2 separate regions of the Sus scrofa genome follow, and region 2 is linked to region 1. The links are chromatin contacts, called in public HiChIP or PLAC-seq maps. All regions are on one chromosome and are shown on one strand. The core of a region is the stretch at or near the end of the contact, and the rest is flanking DNA. Distances in the headings are between cores, read along the strand shown. Region 1 has its middle 870 kb from the start of ADGRL2. Region 2 has its middle 650 kb from the start of ADGRL2.

Region 1 (4,210 bases), core at 664-3,163:
AAAGCAGTATGACATTTGCTCAAGACCATTTAGCAACAGAGGAATGGAGTCAAGATTTGCACAAAACCTGTTGAGTCCAAGGCCCAGTCATGAGTCATTGTGTTTTTCTACCCATTTTTAAATTTCTAGGGTTGTGGAGGTCATCTCTATTTAAGTCCTATCATTTCCTCCACCTACGCTAGGCAAATATTATCTAGAACATAATGAAATCCACTGTATGCTAGAGAGAAACAGCTGACCTCTAGATGATTATTAAGAACCCATCTATGAAGGGCACTCATCTACTAATGCTGCACCCAACCCTTCTTCCAATTAGGTTCCAAAGGACCAAATGATGACCTCATTTCCCTCAGGCGACAAGGATCATAACTCCACCAACTTGGTGAAGAGATTCAGACCACAGCCCATCTAGTATCTGAAAGGCTTCATACTCATTAAACCATAGCCATAGCAGAAAAACTCCACAGTCCTCACTGATGCAATTTTAAATAAAGACCATTCTCCCTGAAAGGTCAAATTCTTTGCAGACTGTTTTCACAACAAAGAGTTAACCAAAACAATTAAGAAGCCCTCATCTAAAATGACCAAGTAAAATGGAATATTAAATTTCCACTTATTTGGGGCATTATTTCACATGTTGATAATAAAAGAATTCTACTCTCAAAATGGACTCACTGATCTGGTAGAAGGCCCTCATCTAAAATCACATTAGCAATTTATTTTTCTGCAAAATAAGAAAATATTGTCTTACATAAACACCTCCTTCTATAGTAGTATAAAAAGTATAATTTGAAAAAAACTGAGTCCTCAATATCCTAGCTAGCTAGAGTTGGATCAGCTTTCAAAACGGACATGATATGCGAATTCTGAGAAAGTCTCAATTTGAACTCAATAAGATGAATCATTCACAATAGAAAGCCATTTCAAATGCAGCATTTGGAAAGGATCATCCATCACAGAGACTAGCACATTCTCCATGCTAGACTGAAGCCTGGAACTTAATGGGAAGTTACTGACAGCTTTCCTCTTCACAGCTGCCCCTGGAATTTGTTAACAAGTCAGTTCTCCTGACAGTCAGATACTAGAAGAAACTCATAATATCCCAAAGAATACAATACAAGAAATGCAACCTCATAAAAAACTATCCCTTCAATCCTTTGAGTGAAGTAAGTGTACCTTTTAGAGGCCATCAACCAAATGTATTTAACAAATCTAGCCTTATGGTTTTTGTCACCTTTGACATAACTATTTCCAGCAAACAAGCAATGAAAAGAATTCATTGTGTCAGGAATTCCAACTTTTCTTCTTTAAACTGCAATTCTCACATTCCGGTTCTATCATCAATTATGTCAGCAGCAACTTATTAAAATGTAAATAGTGTAATAACATGTACTATCTTGATTCATTCTCAAAACAGCCCTCTACAATAGGTACTATTGATCCTTGTTTTGCAGATAAGGAAACTGAGGCTCTGAGATGTTAAGGAACGTGCTTAATTATACTGCTAGGTATTGATAGAATGACCAATTTTTTTTCTGTGTAATAAAATCTTACTTTTCCATAGCAATAGAGAAGTGGCTTTAGAATTGAGGTGAGAACATTTTTTTATTTTAATGTGAATTGACAATAAATTTAATTTTATTTTGTGCTAGAGTAAAAGAGAGTTAAAACTAAATTTTCTTATAGGCATTTTTAGTCTAAGTCCTACTCCTACATATAAATCATGTGTGTGTGCGTAAGAGAGAGAGAGAAATTCTGAGAAAGTCGATGTAAGCAAATCATTTCTCCATGGATCAAGTAGGTGGCCTCTTTTGTAGAAAATGGGAAAGACTGAAATAAACCCACTGTCAAAACTCTGTCCACACTGCTACCATCACAACACTTATCACAGGATTTCACAGTTCCTTAAACTTCCACCATGAGTCATATTTTTGAGTTGAGGCATCAAAGACTTTTATTAAAATTATGGTGTTACTGAGTGAGGCTGGGGATGTATCACATTAAATCATTATAAACCATTACTATCACTCTACAGTCCTGTTTAACTAATTAACTATAATCATCTAGCAGGTCCTTGAAGAACAAGATCACCCAGAACAAGACCAGGTAAGTTTGATATTAGAGGATGGAGAAGGGAAAGGAGAAGGGCTTTCCATAGGTTTGGTATTCCTAAAATATGCATTTGAATTTATTCTGCCAAGTTCTTCTCAGGGATGATGGAAATGACTGTTGACTGTATTAATGCACACAGCATTGTAATCAGACAGATATTTTCACATTCTACAGCATATGGAACAGCTTATCCTCAGCAGTGCCCTGCCTCCCACCATGACAAAAGAGTTTTCAGACTTACAAGGCTATTTCTCATGGTGTCAACCATACATGACTCTTTAGAACCCATTTTCTGTCACTTTTTCTTCTTAAAAGTTCTATTTTCTGTTATTCTTATTTTTAATAGTCACAGGGCAAATGAAGAGGAAATGACAGCTAAAGGTACATTTTTCATTTATAAACAATAATTGCATATTTGTGGGTAAACAATCACCTAAATATCAAAGGCAGATCTGGGATTGATGCCAGACATAATACCATAGCTCTTACTGAAATAACTCCTGGAATCACAAACCACCTATCACAGACTCTTTGAAAACTCCTCCTGATCCACCCTATATTTAAATAGAGTATGAAAAAAACAGAGGATGGTTATATAGGAGACGTATTATTTTAAAGGGCATTTTAATAACAATTCCAAGATTGAGGGGTTAAATTTCTCTACATAGTTACATAGTTTTCTCTATAAGTCTGTCCACATATCCTTATATATCTGCATTCCAATGTCAAGAAATAAAAAACTTGTCAGTGATCCTAAAGGATATTTCCACCAAGAACACTGCTGAGGCCATGGAACCATCCACTGTGTTTACCCAGGTTTGTTCAAACCATGGCAAATCAAGTCTTTACAGATTTAAAATGTCTTAACATTAACTTTTCACTTAAAAAAAGTCCAGTTTTGTCCTTTGAAAATTACCCCTCAAATGGTTAATATCCTTATTACCTAGAGACGTCTTATAAAATATGTGAAAAATACTGAGAACCCAATAAATAGATGAGCAAAGGGCAAGGACAGCTCACAAATGAGAAAGCACAACTAGAATGAAAACCGTACAAAGCTGTTCATAGTTTCCATTAATAAAAGAAAAAGCAAGTTGGTCAAAGAGAAACCATCTTTAACCTATAACTTTTTAATTATGTAAAATAAAATAGTGGTTGAAAACAAAATTGCTCAAGGCCTTTAGAAAGTAATTCAGCAGTACATGTCAAGAGTATGAAAAGCAGCCTTTGAACTCAAGAAAATAAACCTAAATGTGAGGGAGCAAAATGTAAATAAAAAAAAATGGTTTATCACAGCATTCGTCTTAATAGTGGAAAACTAGAGCTAATCTAATATTCAATATTACGGGAAGAGTTAGGTAAATGGTATGATAGCTACTACATTGTATTGTAAGGTTTAAAAATGAGGACTAAAAAAAGAATTGGTAAATGGGATAACTGTTGGAGTTACAGGTAGATAAGTTCATTATATTCTCTAAAAAAATAAGAGAAATTCTTAAACTATAGCATTACAGGAAAGGAAACACATCTATGCTATGGAAAAATAGATACAACAAGAAATACAATGATTTTTAAATACTTTTTTAAAGAGCAGTTTTAGGTTAATAACAAAATTGAGAGAAAAGTACAAATTTACGATATATTCCCTGCCTGATACAAGTATAGTCTCCTCCATTCTTAATATCATTCACTAAAAAGATAAATTTTTTCACCAAAGATGAACCTATACTGACATATGATATGATAACCACCCAAAGTCCATAGTTTACCTAAGGGTTCACTCTTGGTGTGTATATTCAATGGGTTTGGACAAATGAATAATGACATATATCCATCACTACAGTATCATGCAGAATATTTTAACTGTCCCCCCAAAAACCTCTGTTTCCCAACTAATAATCTTTCTTCCCTATACCCCCCTAACTCCTGGCAACCAAAGTTCTTTTTATTGTCTCCATAGTTTTGTTTTTTCAAGAATGGCATACAGTTGGAATCATACAGAATGAACATGTTTTAAAAAAAATTTTTTTTTAGGGCTGCCCTCTCGGCATATGGAAGTCCCCAGACTAGGGGTCGAATTGGAGCTGCAGCTGCTGGG
Region 2 (4,210 bases), core at 1,059-3,558, 220 kb after region 1:
TACAGAGAACTTTGAATGTCAATATGAAAACTTTATTTTGCTGTCCCCGAGAGGCAAGGGAATGGACTCCACCCACCTCTGCTGAAGCTCTAAACAGAACCAAAAATGGGAATTCTTAAGCCTGATGGGCTTCAGTCAGCTGTCCCCTGGGTATTCTGTTGCCCGCTCTGTGGATTTGGGACTTGCCAGCCTCCACAATCATATGAGCTAATGACTTAAAATAAATCTCTATTTATATACACATTCTATTGATTCTGTTTGAATCTTGACTAACAGAATAAATACCAAAGAATTCATTTTATTTAGAAAAATTCTCTCCTTACCCGGTCAGTTTGTTTAGGGCAAAGGTTATACCGGTTTTCTGATGAATAAACATAACTCTATGATAACACAGCCTTCTCTAAGTTTCAGTGGATGCAAAAATTCCTGAAAGATAACCTACTTCACTTCAAACATCTCCTTTCATTTCATGAAAGTAAATCTTCCTTACAAAATTCTGTTAAACCTGGGCCCAGGAATATTTAAACTGCATCAACTTGTTACCATACATACTCATATTTGCACTGCCAAATAATATTGTGTTTTAATACCAGTTGCATTTTCAGGAAGCAAAGAGCTTGAACTTGAGGAAACAGTTTGCATTCTCGAAACTTCCAAAATTCCATCAAACTCCTCTCAGCTCTTTTTTTTCTTTAGCATACATTCTCACTTTTCTGCTCTCATTGGCACTGTTTGTGTATTAGTCAATGTATGTCAAGACGATGATAATTAAATTTCACTTGAAGTTCAGAGACGAAGTGATTAAATTTGAACTTAAATCTCTCCGAATTAGGTAGCTCTCTTGGATTTCACAGAGGGAAAATTCGACTTGAATATCAGGAGGAATATAATTATCTTGTTCAAGATAGCAGATCTTTCAAGAAACAATACAATATTATCTTGGGTAGAAAGAGGGTAATCAGAAATTCAAAGCAGGTTTTTCATGGTTATTTTACATTTTCAGGAAGGAACTGTACTTCCCTCACACACAGACATTTGCCATAAAATAAGAGAAATGCCAAGGAAGGTTCTGCTTACTTCCTTCAGTGTATAAGAAAAAAAGGGAGAGGAGTTTCCTGGTGGCTCAGCAGGTTAAGGACCTGGGGTTGTCACTGCTGTGCCTCAGATTTTATCCCTCGCCTGGGATATTCCGCATACCATGGGTATGGCCAAAAAAAAAAAAAAAAGAAAGAAAGAAAGAAAGAGAAAAAGAGAAAAAGAAAAACAAAGAAAAGAAAAGAAAAAAAGAAGAAAATTTGCTGTCTCTGTGTGGCATCAGGAAAGATGAAGAGGCGGTCTAAACAGCAAATGCTGTTGCAACAGCACCACCATGATGGCTGCAGTTCATTTTCTCAAGAAGCTGCAAGCAAGAGCAAAGACAGACATCAATCTCCCCTGTGGTACAGGGCCCTCTCCAGCCTGTGGGTCTAGTCCCTTGCAGTTGGGTAGGAGTGAATACAGGAGGAGGGTATACGCAGAATTGGGTCTGGTAGCTAAGAATCCTGGATGGTCAAATCCAGCTTTGCCTATCAGGGACCTAATGCAAATTAACCTCTGAAATTGAAGGGCGATTCAATTTCCTATTGCACTGTGACTTTAATTCAGTGGTTTCCCTTATCCTTCATCCAGCGTTGATTAAGGAATCTGAATGCAGAAGTCAAAGTTGCATTACAAGCTAAGGCTGTGCTTCAGTGCTGAAGTGACAATCATCCCTATTCTCAGTGTGAACTGGGAGCAAGCGCTAATTAAAATTATAAGCTAGAGAGAACATGCATTGAAAAAAAGAAGCCGTCCCTAACCAATAATTCCAGGGATAAATCATACTTGATTTGCTAACATATAGAAGTGTCCAGGAACTATGATCTACAAATGTCTTGAATATGGTTCTAATCAATCTGCCGAACAATAATCAAGGAGGCATATAATTAGAACAGGCTCATCCGACGAGCAGCACATAACATTGTCTCACCTTGAAACAGCGCAGGGCATCTTGCCTCAAAAGTAAGAACTCATCCCATCAGAGGCAGGGTTCTGCTTTAAATGCACCCTGCAGACTTCTAGCAATTTGGGGCTTCAGAGGGGTCCTGGTAAAGTTTCGTTGGGCCTCCTGTTCTTTGTGTCCTCTTCTCCTTTCCCTCTGACCCTGGCCACATCTGCTACCTGCACGTGGAAAGGATTCTGACCTGAGATGCCCTTCATGACAATGCCAATCGCAGCTGGCATTTTGCCATCAGCAGTGACACACAGCAGGCAGGAAATTCCTAGGAAAGATGAGTCAGGCACATTCTTTCCCAAACTGGTGACACATCCAGCAGTTTCTGGTTCCACCACTGCCATAAGGGTAGAAATGGTGTGGGAGAGCCAGGGCGAGAAGAACCGAAGTTTTGAACGCTTAACTACTTGCTTTGTTGGAGTTCTCAGCCTTTGTATGACTCACTGCATTTATCCCACAAAAGAGACCAATGCAGCTGAATAGGAACCAGCAAGGGAGAAAGGAAAACAGCATCTCGTGTTGAAGGTGATATTTCTACCCACATGTCTATGTTCCCAACCTGTACCTGACCAGGGCCTCTGTTCCTTCCACTCTCTCTCTCTTTTCTTTGTTTTTCCATTTTTTAACGTTTGAAGATTTACAGTGCTGTGATCATTTCTGCTCTTCAGCAAAGTGATTCAGTTATATATGTGCACATATCCATTCTCTTTCCGATTCTTTTCCTAATGATCACAGAACACTGGGTAGAGTTCACTGTGCTTTACAGCCAGTTCCCATTGGCCACTCGTTCCATATACCTCAGGGTACATGCTCCTCTTTCTGACCTGAAATGTGTCAGTTCACCCCTGTCTCAGAGCCTTTTTACTTGCTGCTCCTTATGCTTGGGATGTTCTCCCTCTAGATCTTAAACCAAACACCTGCCCTTCACTGTCCAGGTCTGCACAGCAGGAGAGCCTTCCACAGGGAGCCTTTTCCGGTGCCCTGGCCAGAGCAGCCTTCTCATTGCAGTTTCCCTATCATTTACCTTCGTGACTCTGTGTTATGTGCATAAGCTCTGGAGCCAAACTGTCTGGATTTGAACCCTGATTCCTCTTTTGACAAATGGTGGGACAGAAGGTGGGGGTCCTTAGACTCTCCGTGCTTCTGCACCTCATCCGTAAAATGAGGATCATGAGAAGACCTATCTTACCTGTCTATGGGCGTGTTTTGAAATTACATGAAGTACAGGGATAAAGTACTTAGAGCCAAGCCTGCTATAAACTCAGTACTCCATATGTGCTTATTGCTATCTTCTTCATAGCCCTCCTTGGTGGCTGATATTATCTTCTTATCTAAATGTTTATTAGGATGGAATTGGCTGTATTCCTCACTATGCCCTCAGCAGTCAGAAACATACCTGGAACAGAATAAATTATTGTGTAGTGCACGCCATAAATTATTATTGCCTAGGGACTGAACAATTTAAACTCCGTATTGTACTGCCCTTCAGGCTTAAGAATCAGATGATACCAGATCAAAATCTTACTACTATCACTCTCTAGTTATGTGATTTAAAACTTCTTACTTAAACTATCCAAGTTTTATCATTTGTGAAAGACAGACAATAGTAACCACTCTGAGACTGGATAATTATGATCTAGTCATCACTGGAACATTAAGCAGCAATGAAAAGTAATGGATTACAACTGCATGAATATGGGAGTTCCTGCCCCTGCCGTGGCTCAGCAGAAACAGATCTGACTAGCATCCATGAAGATGCAGGTTCGATCCCTGGCCTTGGACAGGTTAAGGATCCAGTGTTGCTGTGAGCTGTGGTGTAGGTTGCAGACATGGCTTGGATCTTGCATTGCTGTGGCTGTGGTGTAGGCCAGAGGCTACAGCTCTGATTTGACCCCTAGTCTCAGAACCTACATTTGCAGTGGGAATAGCCATAAAAGACAAAAAAAAAAAAAAAAAAAAAAAAAAGAAAGAAAGAAAAAAGAAGAAAGAAAGAAAAGAAACAGCTGCATGAATAATGCACTTAGCAAGCATTGAGCTGAAGAAAAGAAACCATACATAAAATATTACAAATTGCAATATTCCACTTTATACAGTTTGAAATCTGTCCTGTCAAGATTAAACTACTGTGTGAGAAGTCAGGAAGTGTTACCCCTGGGGACACAAGGCAGCATTTGGAAG

What was found. HiChIP or PLAC-seq counts read pairs in DNA pulled down with a chosen protein or histone mark.
Region 2: an H3K27ac HiChIP or PLAC-seq map of alveolar macrophages shows a contact between it and region 1. The contact joins two enhancer-like sites. A contact is called at or near these places in 1 of 47 Hi-C or Micro-C datasets (embryonic fibroblasts) and 1 of 2 datasets of contacts at active chromatin or transcription factors (alveolar macrophages).

The regions. Positions count from the first base shown.
Region 1 is chr6:131,494,843-131,499,052 of Sscrofa11.1, forward strand. No RefSeq gene overlaps it. Among named protein-coding and RNA genes, the nearest start is that of ADGRL2, 870 kb to the right of the region's middle. Within about 2 kb of position 1,914, at least 1 of the 83 cell types and tissues checked has an H3K27ac peak or open chromatin away from gene starts, as enhancers often do. A contact at or near this core is called in alveolar macrophages, where this site is marked.
Region 2 is chr6:131,714,908-131,719,117 of Sscrofa11.1, forward strand. No RefSeq gene overlaps it. Among named protein-coding and RNA genes, the nearest start is that of ADGRL2, 650 kb to the right of the region's middle. Within about 2 kb of position 2,309, at least 9 of the 83 cell types and tissues checked have an H3K27ac peak or open chromatin away from gene starts, as enhancers often do. A contact at or near this core is called in alveolar macrophages, where this site is marked.